Linked DNA regions of Mus musculus: all the other regions are linked to region 3. The links are chromatin contacts, called in public promoter capture Hi-C maps. All regions are on one chromosome and are shown on one strand. Each heading gives the region's core, a stretch centred on a gene start, on an enhancer-like site or on the middle of the called end of the contact. The rest is flanking DNA. Distances are from core to core; before and after follow the strand shown.

Region 1 (2,700 bases), core at 54-2,553, 3.9 Mb before region 3:
GAAGAGCCACTGCTTATAGGGCTATAAGAAAGCCAATGCTTGGTCATTTGCCTGAGGACCCGAGGTGGATCCCGGTGTCCCATGTGGTGGTTGGGGAGAGGTTCCTGCAAGCTGTGGACTAAAAGCACCCCCTACAATGCGTACATTCACAGGTACAATATACATACCCACAAAACAAACCTGTATTTTAAACATCGTAAAGAACAGTAATGAACAAGTCGAGGGGGAAAGGGTGCTGGCCAGCGCCAGGTGTGGTCGTGAACGTCTGTTTAACAATACAATTTACATATTAAGTATCTCAGTAATAAAATGATCTAATACACTTTTAAACAGAAGAAAGTCTGGGGAACCGCTAATATTCGAGAGTTCTTCCAGGCTTTACAAGAAAGCACTAAGAGACTAGCACATCGACTGAATATGATACTTCTGGGTATTTCCAAGCTGTTAGCATTTCCTTAAGACAGCAAAATGAAATTCACAGTTATTTCAATGCGCCTAGCCTAAACGGCCTCATACAAAATTTACAGGCTACACTAAGAAAATAAAATTCTTTGAATGTTTTGCTCACGGAACCCACATCTCCTACAGAAGTAAATAATCACAGCTCATAATCAAACTTGAATACAGAAGAGCTAGGGCCTACCTCGGATTCCGCAAAGGAAGTGTCAGTATACGAGAATAAGCTTCAGGGGCAAGGTGCACCATACACAGGCCGAGAAGTCACAGGACAACAACAGCCGCAAAGACACCAGGCAGTTAGATCAGGCCACCCAAAGAGCCCCTCAAGGTCATTCAACCTCTTGACAACGACAAGACCTAAAGAACAACTAGTCTCCCCAAGAGTCCATATCGGGAACAGAAAGGCTGGGGACGTCCCCGGCACCGCTCGCACGAGGTGCCCAGGTGCCGGGTCCATTCAGAACCCCCGGTCCTGTGGACACGGAGCAGCCAAGGCAGGATGCAAGGAAGCAGTGTGACAAGCTGGCCAGGCGCCCACGCCCATCGAAGGGTGCCCCGTCCCGGGGCGATCGGGAACGCGGTGCGGGCCGCGCATCAGGATCGCCGGCGCCCGGAGATGCGCAGCCCCTGGGCCGCCCGCGCGCCTCACCTGGCAGAAGCAGCGCTGTGCCGCTGTCTCCGGCCGCCGCTCCTCGCCGTGGCCCAAGCGCAGCAGCCACACGACGCCCAGGAGTCCAACGAGCAAGCCCCAGGCGCGGCCCATCGCCGCTCGCCGCCCACCGCCCTCTACCCGCGCCGCCGTGCTTGGCTCCCCGGCGCAGGCCGCGCGCCCGCTGAAGTAGCCTGCGCCGGCCCCGCCCCGCGCTCCGCCCTGCGCCCTCCGCGCTCCCGCCTCCCCTGCGGACGTGCAGCGGCGCGCGCCTCTGTCCACGCGAGCCTCGGGCGGCCGCCTTCCTGCGCGCCCCGCTCACGCACCCGCCTCCGGTACACCTGGCCTGCAGCTCGTCCGGCGCAAAGACGCGGTCCTTCCGGGGTCGGGGTATCCCCCGAGCCACACTGCCCGGGGCCTGCGCCGTCCTGCCCGCCCCGCCCCGGAGCTCACGCCAGCCAGCCCATCCTTTCTCAACACTAGGAAATCCCGAGCCTGGGTTACGTGTCCGCCGTGCTCTGGCTGCCTAAGCCTTTTAAAAGGATGTTGGAGTTCATCTCGGGGAGCACGGCCGTACACACGATTCAGTGGCTTTCTAGTTTTTCCCTTCCTACATCCTACAAAGGGAACAGGTGAAATTGGTTTCCAAAGGGCTGTGCACCGCGGCTTACACCTATAATCCAACACTCCAGAGACTGTGGCAAGAGGATTGCTCAATGTCAAAGACAGCTTGAGCTACATACTTCCTGCCCTATAGAGTTAGGCTCTATTTTATAAATAAATGTTTAAATATAATAATAAAAACATGTTTTTATTAAACTAGCATAGAGAAGATATTAGCTCAATGTGTAGTCCCGATTTGTTCATAAAAAATTGACTCCTTTTTTGCTGTATTTTATGCGAATTAGGCATATTTCACAAGCTAGAGAGCAATGTGGTAAAGACTATTCAATCTCTCGTTTCATAAGTGGAAATGGGGAAAGCTGTTGCTAAGAACTGGAGTCAGGCAGTGAGAAGCCTTGCTTAGCCTGTTATCTATAGCATGCACTGTACACAGAGTAAGATAATATGGCCTTATAAGCTAATATTGTCTTCACGATAGCTATATTCCAGCTCATACTTACCTTTTCTAGAACCAGATCATAGTGTCTCTGTTACAGGTGTTTTTGCTGGTGTTCTTTTCACACTGTTCCAGATTAAAAGCAAGTTTCCATTCAATTCACTTTGCAATGCCGAGCTTGGCCTTGGAAGTACACAGGTGCATCGGCTCCATAAAACTGACAATGTCGTCAGTTTTCTTGGCTTCGTTGTCTCGTTTAGCTTGGGGTAGTGCATTTTTATTTTGATGAAGGGTCTCACTGTGTATTCCTGACTGGTCTGGAACTTACACTGTGGACCACGCTGGCCTCGAACAGGCAGAAATCAATTCACCTCTGCCTCCCTAGACCTGAGATTAAACACCTGTTGCCACCACAACCAGTCTTCCAGTCTTATTTTTAGTTCACTAATAATTGTGTGTAAGATATGTTTTCAATCCATATGTACATTGTAGGAAGACTCAATCACACTAATATATCCATCACCTCACCAGC
Region 2 (2,700 bases), core at 25-2,524, 4.0 Mb before region 3:
GCTAAACATCTGTAACATAGCCTCCACCATACAGCTAATGAGAAAAAGACAACATCTAAATGCTGGAGAGTCTCCTGCCTCATTATAGTCTTCCTGATGAGCCTACCACTGAATAAACACAGACTTAGGGCTTTCTTTTCATTTTATCATTATTGTACATGTGTGTGCATGATTACACTTGTGGATGGTAATACTGTCTGGTGTCTGGCAAACTACTGGACCAGAATAAGTACAGAACAGATCTTAAGCCCCTTTGTAACATGTACTTGGTGGTGGAGGACTGAGAAACAGCCATCTTCTTAAGCAGACCTTAAGGAGGGAGTATTTAGGAAAGGCTGGATATTGGATGCTCCAGTAAATATGCTGTCTACAGAAGCACTGAATCTGCAATGAGAGGCTCACTCTGAGAACACAGGATCCTTCCTCATCTTGCATTACTTTGACTGATTTGCTACCAAATACCAAATACAAAAAAAACACAAAAAACAAAAAACAAAAAAAAAAACCTTCATGTAGTGGCCAACATACAACCGTTCCTCACTTATTTAAAGCAGAAATATACCTCTTATTTTGTATCTCTCAGTCTCTGATGAGAATAGCACCACTTGTTCCAACACACAAGCAGAATCTCACACAAACTCTTCCATTCTGGACAATCACCACATTGTTACTGCTCCGCGCTCCCCCCACCCCTCCCCTGCCCACCCCTGCGCCCAAGAGAGCTTTCTAAATTGCAAGTTTCGAAGAATCACCTTCCCCTTGGAGAAGGCCTCAACGTTCATCTGTTCCCAGGACCACCATCCTTCAGGACCTCTTCCCAAGAGAAGAAAGGGTTGATTACTTACAGTTTCCGCTCGCGCTTTGCTTCATTCGCTTTCCTCGCCCCGTGTTTCCTCCAGCTCAGAAAAAGAAAAGGGGGGGAAATGAAATCAAAACCAGCGTCGTTTGGTGCCCCCAGAAACAGGTGAACTGAATCAGCAAGCAACCTGGCTGGAGGGACGTTTGCCGAGTGCTGATGTGCATGCAATCCTGCAGGCAAAGTCTTGAGGCCCGCGCTGCTACCCACCTGCCTGAGATTCTCGTGCAGAGATGAAAGGTCTCTGAGGACAGCACGTCCCGCCATCAGAGTAGAGATGGTGACAGAAGGCGGGGCAGGGGCTGGTCCCTACGGCGGCTCCCAAAGCAACTACGCCTACCTGAGAAGCTCACCGCCCACGGCCGGCACTGCCTCCGCAAAATCAGTCTCTTGGGCGAAAAAACAACCCCCGAGGCTCCGCCTGCTCCTCGTGCTCCTTACGTAAGAGATCCTCCAACCAATGGACGGTCAGGGGGCGGAGCGAGAACAGCCCCAGGTGACAGAATCTGGAGTCCTCCCGCCGGCGCGAGGAAGTCTTGCAGTTGCTGGGCCAATCAGCAGCGTGGGTGGGAAGAGGGGCGGGGGTAAAAGAGGAGAAAGCAGAAGGCCAATCAGATCAAAGGCTTCTGGAGTGACAGGCTCTGAGGCCTGTGGTATTCCGAGTGAGGCGCCCGGAGGGCGCGCCCGCCCGGGCCAATCGCCGGCAGCTCACAGTGCGGAGCGAGCGCCTCAAAAGCTCGGGTTTCTCAGCTGATTGTCTCCAGCCGAGAGTTGTTTGCTGCTGCTGCGGAGCCGAGCCGCGGCCCGAGGAACCGAGCCCCCCGGGGGGAAGGGGAGGCGGGCCCGAGGGCAGCCGCGGCCATCGCGCGGGGCTGCGACTCCTGTCACGGCGCTGCCCGGGGCCGCAGGCTGGGGCGGGCGGGAGGTCCGGGGGGCGCTCGGGCCGCTTCCTTCCCGCGCTCCCTCCCCGCTGCTCGCGTCCCCTCATGAGGGTATCAGTGTCCGGGCCGGCGGCCGCCGCGGTCCCCACGGCCGGCCGCGAACCCTCGACGTCCGGCGGGGGCGCCGTCGCGGCCTCGGGCGCCGCGGTTCCCGGTTCGGTGCAGCTGGCGCTGAGCGTGCTGCACGCGCTGCTCTACGCCGCGCTCTTCGCCTTTGCCTACCTGCAGCTGTGGCGGCTGCTCCTGTACCGCGAGCGGCGGCTCAGTTACCAGAGCCTCTGCCTCTTCCTGTGTCTCGCGTGGGCAGCGCTCAGGACCACGCTCTTCTCGGCCGCCTTCTCCCTCAGCGGCTCTCTGCCCCTGCTGCGGCCACCCTCTCGCCTGCACTTCTTCCCGCACTGGCTGCTCTACTGCTTCCCCTCCTGCCTACAGTTCTCCACGCTCTGTCTCCTCAACCTCTACCTGGCAGAGGTAAGGCGGGAGGACCGGCGAGCGGGGGAGCGGGGCCGCCGGGATCCACTCCTGCCGAGACGGAAGGGGTCGGGGCTGGGGGAGGTGGCCGGAGGGCAGTCTGGGGACACTGAGACACTCCTGTCTTTCCCTCTCCCTCAACTTAAGCCGCTGATGGACTCGGTGCCTGAGGGGGTTGGAGAAGTGTGAGAGAGAGAGTATGCGTGCCCCGACAACTTAAGGCAGTGGGACACCCTTTGTTCAATGTCCCAGACCTCCACGTAAGGCGTTGGTGGCGACCACAGAGAAGCATCGTAAGAAGTAGCAGCTCCGGTAGCTCTGTCGAGGCTGGACCGGGTTGAGGGAGGTTGGATGCTGAAGTAGAGGCAGCTCTGCTGAAGCTGGACCGCTGCCAGCCATTACGTCACCAGGCAGAGCTGTTCCTCCGCTATT
Region 3 (2,700 bases), core at 168-2,667:
AGTCTCTCTGTTTGAGCTGGTGGTGTCCTTTAATAGTCTTAGTGAAAAGGATTGTCACCCTCGTGTCTCAAACCATGCCACAGTGCAGGTTAATCTCACTTGAAATTTATTTTTATTTTTACTTAGTATTTATTTTTAGAAACAGTTTTGCTATGCAGCCCAGGCTTCCTTTGAATTCCATAGCTTTTTACTTTTGCCTTCTGAGTACTTGGATTCCAGACATGTGCTGACTACTGCAGCTCACTTTTTTTTTTTTTCAGTTTAGATTATGGCACAAAGTTGCAAACACCTGTCATAAAAGCCTATCTCTGAAAACATGAATCTTGGGCATACCTGACTAGCTCTATAAATCAGTTGAAATAAATAAAAAAGCTATCTAACACATTTTATTCTTTTTAAACTTGTTATGGGTGTTTGCCTGTATGTAGGCGTATCTGTGCACATTCCTGATGCCCTTGGAGGCCAGAAAAGGCTGTAGCCTCCCTTTGACCTGGGATTACAGACAGTTGTGAACTGCCATTTGGGTGCTGGGAATCTAACCCTAGTGTTCCTTACTGCTGACTCATCTCTTCAGCTCCTACAAGTTAATAAGTAACTTGATTAGTATGCGTGTGAGTTACTCAACTCTCAGATCAGATATGCAGAAAACTACCAGCTGTGGATTAGAGCAGAGGTAACCCACACGCTCAAAGTTTTTACACCTGCTTAGCATATCACATGGGAGGATCCCGTGAACTCTTACCAGGTGCTTCCCAACCTAACACAATTACAACCACAAATCAGGAGTACGCTTGTTAGCCGCCACCATCTCTGTCGCTTCCCCCAGTTGTTGCCTTTCGTTGTCCGGCACCTGTTTGTCACATTTATGCCTTCAATCTTTGGGGTGGAGGAATGGGGCAACAAGACTACTAGCCATTCTTTTGTCCCAACGGGGTAGGTAAAGGTTCTTCTTCTTCTTTTTTTTAAATTGCAAAATGCTATCTTCACAGCTCAATGTTTTAAATTCCCTCTAATTCGCGGTCCAGGCCGGGATTTGCTGCCTTTGTAGCCGGCGCTCCCTGCCCCACGCGCCAGGTCAGAGCAAAAGTTGTAACAGTACAGCTGCATAAAGGCACTAGAGGTTGGATGTCAACAGCCAGCAGCTCCCAGGGCACCTAGCCCTGCCCACCCGGGGAGGCTGCGGGGCGAGTTCCGCAGGAACCTCTGGAACCCCAGGCTAGAGCCCCACCCCCGGCACGCGGCCTCCCGGAAGCCCTCCGGAGACACCTCGGGCCCCGCCCCTGCACAGGTCACCTCCCTCCACGCCCCCTTTTCTGGCCCGGCAGCCGGCAGGCAGGGAAGTGTCGTAAAGCTTGGCCCAGGAAACTTTACCCGGGGTAACAGGCGAGGCGCTTTACGGCGGCGGCGGCGGCCGGGTGAGAGGCTCGGCAGCGGCGGCGACAGCGGTGGCGGTGGTGGCGGCGGAGCGGCCGCGGCGGTGAAGGCGACTGCGGCGCGGCGGTGGCTGAGGGAGAGGAGCGGCGGAAACGGCGGCGGGGAGCGGCGCGGGGTGAGCCGCGAGGAGGGGCGGGTGGGAGGCGGTGACACGGCCGGCGGCGGGGCTCGGGCGGCCAGGGACGGTGGCCGGCGCGGCGGCGTGGGGGCGGCGCGGCGTTGGGGACACTCGGTGAGGGACGGTTTCTGCCTTTGTTCCCCCCGCCTCGGCCGCCCCCGGCCCGCCAGTCCGCGCTGCCTGGCGCCGGTCGGCCGCCTCTCATGGCCTCCTCTCTCGGCTGTGTCGCTTCTAGGATGGCGGAGGTACCGCCTGGGCCTAGCAGCCTCCTCCCACCACCAGCGCCTGCGGCCCCAGCGGCGGCGGAGCTCCGCTGCCCGTTCCCGGCGGGGGCCGCGCTCGCTTGCTGCAGCGAGGACGAGGAGGACGACGAGGAGCACGAAGGCGGCTGCGGGAGCCCAGCGGGCGGCGAGGCGGCGACCTCGGCCAAGGCGCGTTCTTGCCTTCGCTGCCCGCAGCTGCCTCCGGAGCAGCAGCAGCAGCAGCTCAACGGCTTGATCGGCCCAGAACTGCGACACCTCCGGGCCGCGGCGACCCTCAAGAGTAAGGTTCTGAGTGCAGCGGAGGCGGCCGCCCCCGACGGGGCCTCCAAAGTGACTGCCACAAAAGGAGCCGAGGGACACCCGGGGGAGAGACCTCCCCACTCGGTCCCCAACAATGCAAGAACTGCACTCCCCGGCCGGTCAGAGGCAGCGGCGGCGGCGGCGGGGGCGGCGAGCGACCCCGCTGCGGCCCGAAATGGACTGGTGGAGGGCACCGAGCAGCAGGAGGAGGAGGAGATGGACGAGCAGGTGCGGCTGCTGTCTTCGTCTCTGACCACCGGCTGCAGTTTAAGGAGCTCCCAGGGCAGGGAGGCCGAGCCCGGGGAGGATCGGACGATACGATACGTCCGATATGAATCTGAGCTCCAAATGCCTGATATCATGAGACTGATCACCAAAGATCTGTCTGAACCCTACTCCATTTATACGTATAGATATTTTATCCACAACTGGCCACAGCTGTGTTTCTTGGTAAGTGGATGGAATGAAAACAGGGTGAGCCCAGCAGAGATCCAGGCCACTCGGGGCAGGGAGTGTGAGGGCCCGGAGTGTGGCCGTGGATGTATCCTTCATTTTCATAGTACCTTACAGATGGGAGGCGCGAAG
Region 4 (2,700 bases), core at 82-2,581, 3.8 Mb before region 3:
GGTTTTTCGAGACAGGGTTTCTCTGTGTAGCCCTGGCTGTCCTGGAACTCACTCTGTAGACCAGGCTGGCCTCGAACTCAGAAATCTGCCTGCCTCTGCCTCCCAAGTGCTGGAATTAAAAGGGTATGCCACCACTGCCCAGCTTCCCCTTTCTTTTTGAGACAAGGTCTCACTATGTACCCCTGGCTGGCCTGGGACACTTACTGTGTGGGTTAGGCCAGTCTCAACTCACAGACATTTTCTTGCCTCTCCTGAGTGGTGGAATTAAAGGCATTTACCACAATACTTGCCATTGGATTATTTTTTAATTAAAAATTACTAGCAGGGTATTCTGTGCCTTTTGTAATTCTTAAAGCTGGATAATAGTTTATGTAACACTAGAGAGCATAGACCATCTAATTAGCCACCTAATTTTTGAACAGCTATCCTGTATATTGAACATGCATTACATATATGACAACATGAAAAGAGTTAAGAGGAAATCCAAGTTAAACACGCGGTCCTTCCACTTTAAAGGATTTTTTTTTTTTTTTTTTTTGATAATGACAGTCCTGAGGTCTCTAGGAAGTAGTGTTAAAATACAGTGAAAAGTAGTGATAGTCTTAGTTACACACTTTGCAGCCTTCAGTGATTCCTTCAGTGAGACCAAAGGTGGTTCAGAAGTTCAAACCAGGCCTTTAATCATTTCATCTCAGAACTCTTGTAAATTTGAGGACCAGCCTGGTGTACATAGCGAGACCCTGAAGAAGGTATATTCTTCAAAAATTATTAACTCTAACGCCAGCTCCTCACACAATCATCTTTTATGTTGAAAAATAGGCTCGGAGAAATCTTAAAGAGTACCGAATACAATTTAGTAAGTAAACTATCATTTACATTTCTGATGACTTTTTTTAAGAATCATTTTCTTGAAATTTTCTGGATAATTTGAGTTGTTAACACTCCGGAGTATACCTAAGAGGCCACTTTCTACTTTGTTTAAAGATGATGGGTATCTCGGGGTTTTTTGTTTTTGTTTTTTTCGTAGTCTAACATGAATTTAAGCTGAACTCTTCCTGTTTGGTTATGACTTCCCCCACGGATTGGATCGAGCAGCATTCCTCTGAGTGTGGAGGACACTTTGAAGGGACGGACTCCCATCCCATTTGGGAAGGCCTTGGCCCCGACCGCTCCTCCCCTACGGCCGCAGCTCCGCCCTGCGGGAAGCTCCTCCCCCCGCGTCTGCGCGCTCGCGGACGGGCGGGGCGGAGGCGCGCTGACACCTGGCGGCGGGGGCGGGCCGTCGGCGAGCGTGGGCTGGGATTGGCTGGGCCGCGTGGGCTGGGGCGGGAGGAGACGGTTATGGGCTCGTGCCTGGGTCGGATCCCGGCTCTCTGAGGGGCGCGGAGACCTGCGGGAGGGACACGGCCGCAGCATGGCGGCCGGCAGCGCACCGCCCTGCCCTCCGCCTTCCTGTCGCAGCCGCTTGGATCCTGTGGTCCGCGAGTGCTTGCTGTGAGCCTGCCGCGCGTCAGCCCCCCCACCGCTCGCCCGCCCGCCCGCCCTCCTTCCCTTGTCGCCTCTGCCAGCCCGGAGGGCGGCCGGGCGCACCGCGCCCACCCACCGGGGCCCTGGGACCATGGAGGACGTGAAACTGGAGTTCCCCTCGCTCCCGCAGTGCAAAGACGACGCCGAGGTGAGTGCCCGGCGGCCCGCCCTGCCGCGGGCAGCCCCCGGGTCTCCGGCCAAGCAGCGCCTCTGGCCCAACTGTCCCAGACTCTTCCCTTTCCCCTTGGGCGTGAAGGGGCGTCAGTGAGGTCCTCCTCCCGCGGGACCCTATCGGAGGAGCCAACCCGGAGAGTACTCTTGACCACTCGCCTCGGCGTTGAGGCTTTTCGTGAACACAGACTCTTCCTTACCAGAGCAACACGCTGTGGAGTTGTTTTTAATCTGAGCTTGATGTTAGATTCACATGCGGGACACATAGCCAGCCCCACGTGTGGAATAGATCGGAGGCGTGAACTCTGGAATTGCACCCCTCTAATAGTACTCAAGTCAAAAACCAACCACCACCACTACCAAAAAACCCACAAAAAACGATGACTAGCGTGGGGCGGGGGGGGGGGGGGAGTAGAAAAGCTAAGCTTCTTTGAATTTGAAAATTTTTAGTAACAAATCTTGCCTGTACTATCGAGAGCAAAATTCTCCCAATTTATGATTTAAGGGTTCTTTTCACCCCACCTTGATTTTTTTCTTTACCTAACATCTGTTGCAAATATTTTATGGTACCAGAAACTGTTAAGTTAGAGTTTGCCAGAGGCTAAAATTAGTGACAAGGATTCTTACCTGTGACACTTAATAGGATCAAAAAAGGATTCTAGAGTTTTGCTTGTGTGTTTGATATAAGTCCTGGCTGTCCTGGAACTCACTAGACGAGGCTGGCCTGAAACCCAAAGAGATCCACCTGCTTCTGTACCCCAAATGCTGGGATTGAAGGTGTACACCCCTTAATCTCTCAGTGTTTTAAAGGTATTTGGGACTACTCTTGGCTGGCACACTTGTAACCCCTCTACTTGGGAGGTGGAAGGAGAAAGGAGGGGTCACTGTAGCCTTGGTTCTATAGCAAATTTGAGACCAGTCTCAGTTACAGATGAGATGGAGACTTTATACCAAATGCTCAATTCTATTGAATGTCTTCATTTGATTCAGATCACTTTTTTG
Region 5 (2,700 bases), core at 62-2,561, 3.1 Mb after region 3:
GAAGACACTCTGTAATCAAAAAGACAATATCCCAGCAGGGGCCAGAGGTGCACGCCTTTAATCCAGGCAGAGGCAGGAAGATCTCAGTGAGTTAGAGGCCAACCTGGTCTACAAATGGAAAGCCAGATATCCTTTCAAAAGAAACAACAGCAACAACATAAGGGAAACATTCAAATTGCAAATCCATGTCCTAGAATCTGATGTGCCCCCCCAAAACGACCTCAGTTGGCACTAAGCCAGTCTCTGAGTTAACAAACTCAGAACAGAGATTCTGTGGACATCGATGTGATGGCAGAATGCAGCAAAATCGCTAAAGCAAGGTCCTCACTCGTGTCTGAGATGTCTCACTGTGTCTATCTTTTGAAAGAAAATTACGTAGCGTTTAAAATCCGACTTCTGGCTCACTTTGCTCACTCACTGCGAAGACTGGTTCACTACATACCTCCTCTGGGAAGCCTTTAACGACGTCAGGACTGCCCCTTAAAGAGGCGCTGCTGCGTATGCACAGCTGCAGCAATGGCAAGCCGACTAGAAACAGGTAAATTAAGACACAAAAAAACCAAAACAAATTTTAAATAATATTCGCCAAGAGGCAGTCCTCCTCTAGTGAAGAGTTTACATAATGTGTCAGAAAACCAAAGAGCTCTGCAGACCTGTCAAGGAAGACACAAGACTTGTGCTGTTCGTTTCCTCGTCACCTCTACTTTGCAACAGCCCCGCAGAAATTGGGAACATAATAAATCCGAACACGTTCACCTCAGGCTTCCCTACCCACATTTACTAAAAACATTAAAGATAAGAGAGGAGAGGGAAAAAGAATCCAGCCAAAACAAACTAAAACCCTGGCCTCGCACTTCTGACTCCAACGTATGGAGTAACCTAACCGAGCAGGGGAGTTTTTCTTCTTGGGAAAGGAGGAAGAAGAAAAAGGCAACTGTCTCGAATGTGCGCCTCGCCCAGCAGTGCCATGACAAGCTCCAAAACTCCACGCTGGCCCTAGCAGCTCCCTCGCGGCCCGTCCCAGCACGGCCCCGCGGCCCGTCCGGTCCCCAGCGCCTGCCTCTCACAAAGGAGAGTGGTTCAGCCCCGAGCATCCCGCACCTGATCACCGCTCGGCGCTGCACCCGCATGGGTGCGAGCGAGCGAGCAAGCGAGGACGTTGTTACCCCACCCACTACCCGCCCAGGCTCCGACGAGGCTTGGTGGAGCCGCGCGTGCCGCAGGCTTACCTGAGCCAGTCCTGCGGCTTCCTTCCCTGGGCAAGAGTTGCAACCCACCGTCCGGGAGAACAAGGCGCCTTCCGGCGGAGCACGGCCAGCCCTCGCCGCAAGCAAGCTTGCTAGTCCTCCATGCGCCTGGGCCCGCCCACCGCCCTCCATCTACCAATGGCGTGGCCGGAGCCGGGCGCCATCCAGGAAGTCTCCGAAGGCTGGGAGGGCCTGAGGCTGGGAAGGGTACGTAGGCAACCGCAGATATGCCTGCTTGGAAATCGGAGCGGGCGGCGGGCTGGCAGGCCAGGCCTCTGACCCCCGCCGCTGGGGGCGCTGCAAACCCGGACAGCACCTGCTACCTGTCTCGGGAGGCCATCTTGGGTCGACTGGCTTGGTGATCTCCCACGATTACGTATAGGAATGTGAAGGCCTTTTTGGAGTTCTGTTGGTCCGTTTTGGTCCAGCCCCTACATGCCCTCCTCTCATGTACTCAGGATGCCTGTCAGTCATGGGGAGGAACTCTGGAAAAACGTTGAACAAGACTGGAAACAAGCCCCACCACCTCTTAAACGTAGGAATGATGCTGGTTTATCAAAGAAGCCAACGATCAGTTTTTCTGAATGCCACTTCTAGGGTGATCCTTGACAAGCAGGATTATCAACACATAATCGACACGGGTTTTATAGCCATTCTACTTGCTTATCTATGCACGTTTCAGATTTTCCAGTATTAGAGTTTTGTTTGTTTTTTTGAGACAGGGTCTCAATATATCAGGCTGGCGTTAAACACAGAGATATGGTATTTGAGGCATGAGCTACCACGCCCTAGACCAGTGTTCCGATTTTAGCAACCCAAAATTCTGAGTCATTTAGTAATATCGGGAGTGAGGAATTTCACTTAAAAAGCAAAGGACCTTAAATTTACCAATAGTTCCAATTACTACGCACGAATACACACTGGGAAACAAGACTTATCAGAGGTACACTGACGGAGTCATTTATTCTGGAAAGAAGCAAAATTTCACCATAGGTCAAACTACACTGAGAAAGGTGTTCCTGCATTTTCTAAAGTTCTGCCGACTACATTTCCATACAAGAAGGGTTTTTTGGTTGTTGTTTGTTTGTTTAAATACCAGTATTAGAAAACTCGAGGAAGCCGGGCGTGGTGGTGCAGGCTTTTAATCCCAGCTCTCGAGAAGCAGAGGCAGGCGGATTTCTGATTTCGAAGCCAGCCTGGTCTACAAAGTGAGTTCCAGGACAGCCTGGGCTACACAGAGAAACCCTGTCTTGAACCAACCCCCCCCCCCCAAACAAACAAACAAACCTGAAGGAAGCTTGAGCAACACAGCAAAACCTGCAAAATTTGTTTTTAAAGAGATTTATTTATTTTTATAAACTTTGCTCTTGTCATTTTCCCTAAACAATATAATTTGTCAACTATTTGCACATCACCCGCACTGTTTTAGGTAGAATCAGAAATGATCGCAGTG

What was found. Promoter capture Hi-C pulls out the DNA fragments that hold promoters and counts their contacts.
Region 1: a contact with region 3 is called in a promoter capture Hi-C map of pre-B cells. The contact joins the promoter of Ero1a here to the promoter of Naa30 in region 3. A contact is called at or near these places in 2 of 39 promoter capture datasets (cranial neural crest and pre-B cells) and 1 of 484 Hi-C or Micro-C datasets (CD4 T cells).
Region 2: a promoter capture Hi-C map of pre-B cells shows a contact between it and region 3. The contact joins the promoter of Txndc16 here to the promoter of Naa30 in region 3. A contact is called at or near these places in 2 of 39 promoter capture datasets (cranial neural crest and pre-B cells) and 1 of 484 Hi-C or Micro-C datasets (CD4 T cells).
Region 4: a promoter capture Hi-C map of pre-B cells shows a contact between it and region 3, with 6 times the contacts expected there. The contact joins the promoter of Styx here to the promoter of Naa30 in region 3. A contact is called at or near these places in 2 of 39 promoter capture datasets (the HPC-7 cell line and pre-B cells).
Region 5: a contact with region 3 is called in a promoter capture Hi-C map of pre-B cells. The contact joins the promoter of Chd8 here to the promoter of Naa30 in region 3.

Annotation. Positions count from the first base shown.
Region 1 is chr14:45,317,269-45,319,968 of GRCm38.p6, forward strand. Ero1a (endoplasmic reticulum oxidoreductase 1 alpha) reads right to left here and starts at 1,304. Exons shown (of 16, transcript NM_015774.3): 1 at 1,109-1,304. The coding sequence starts at 1,222.
Region 2 is chr14:45,218,151-45,220,850 of GRCm38.p6, forward strand. Txndc16 (thioredoxin domain containing 16) reads right to left here and starts at 1,275. Exons shown (of 21, transcript NM_001310534.1): 1 at 1,067-1,275; 2 at 846-899. It overlaps Gpr137c (G protein-coupled receptor 137C), which reads left to right and starts at 1,567. Exons shown (of 7, transcript NM_027518.2): 1 at 1,567-2,268. The coding sequence starts at 1,843.
Region 3 is chr14:49,170,829-49,173,528 of GRCm38.p6, forward strand. Naa30 (N(alpha)-acetyltransferase 30, NatC catalytic subunit) reads left to right here and starts at 1,418. Exons shown (of 5, transcript NM_027492.2): 1 at 1,418-1,549; 2 at 1,788-2,565. The coding sequence starts at 1,789.
Region 4 is chr14:45,349,855-45,352,554 of GRCm38.p6, forward strand. Styx (serine/threonine/tyrosine interaction protein) reads left to right here and starts at 1,332. Exons shown (of 11, transcript NM_019637.3): 1 at 1,332-1,675. The coding sequence starts at 1,619.
Region 5 is chr14:52,256,449-52,259,148 of GRCm38.p6, forward strand. Chd8 (chromodomain helicase DNA binding protein 8) reads right to left here and starts at 1,312. Exons shown (of 38, transcript NM_201637.3): 1 at 1,230-1,312.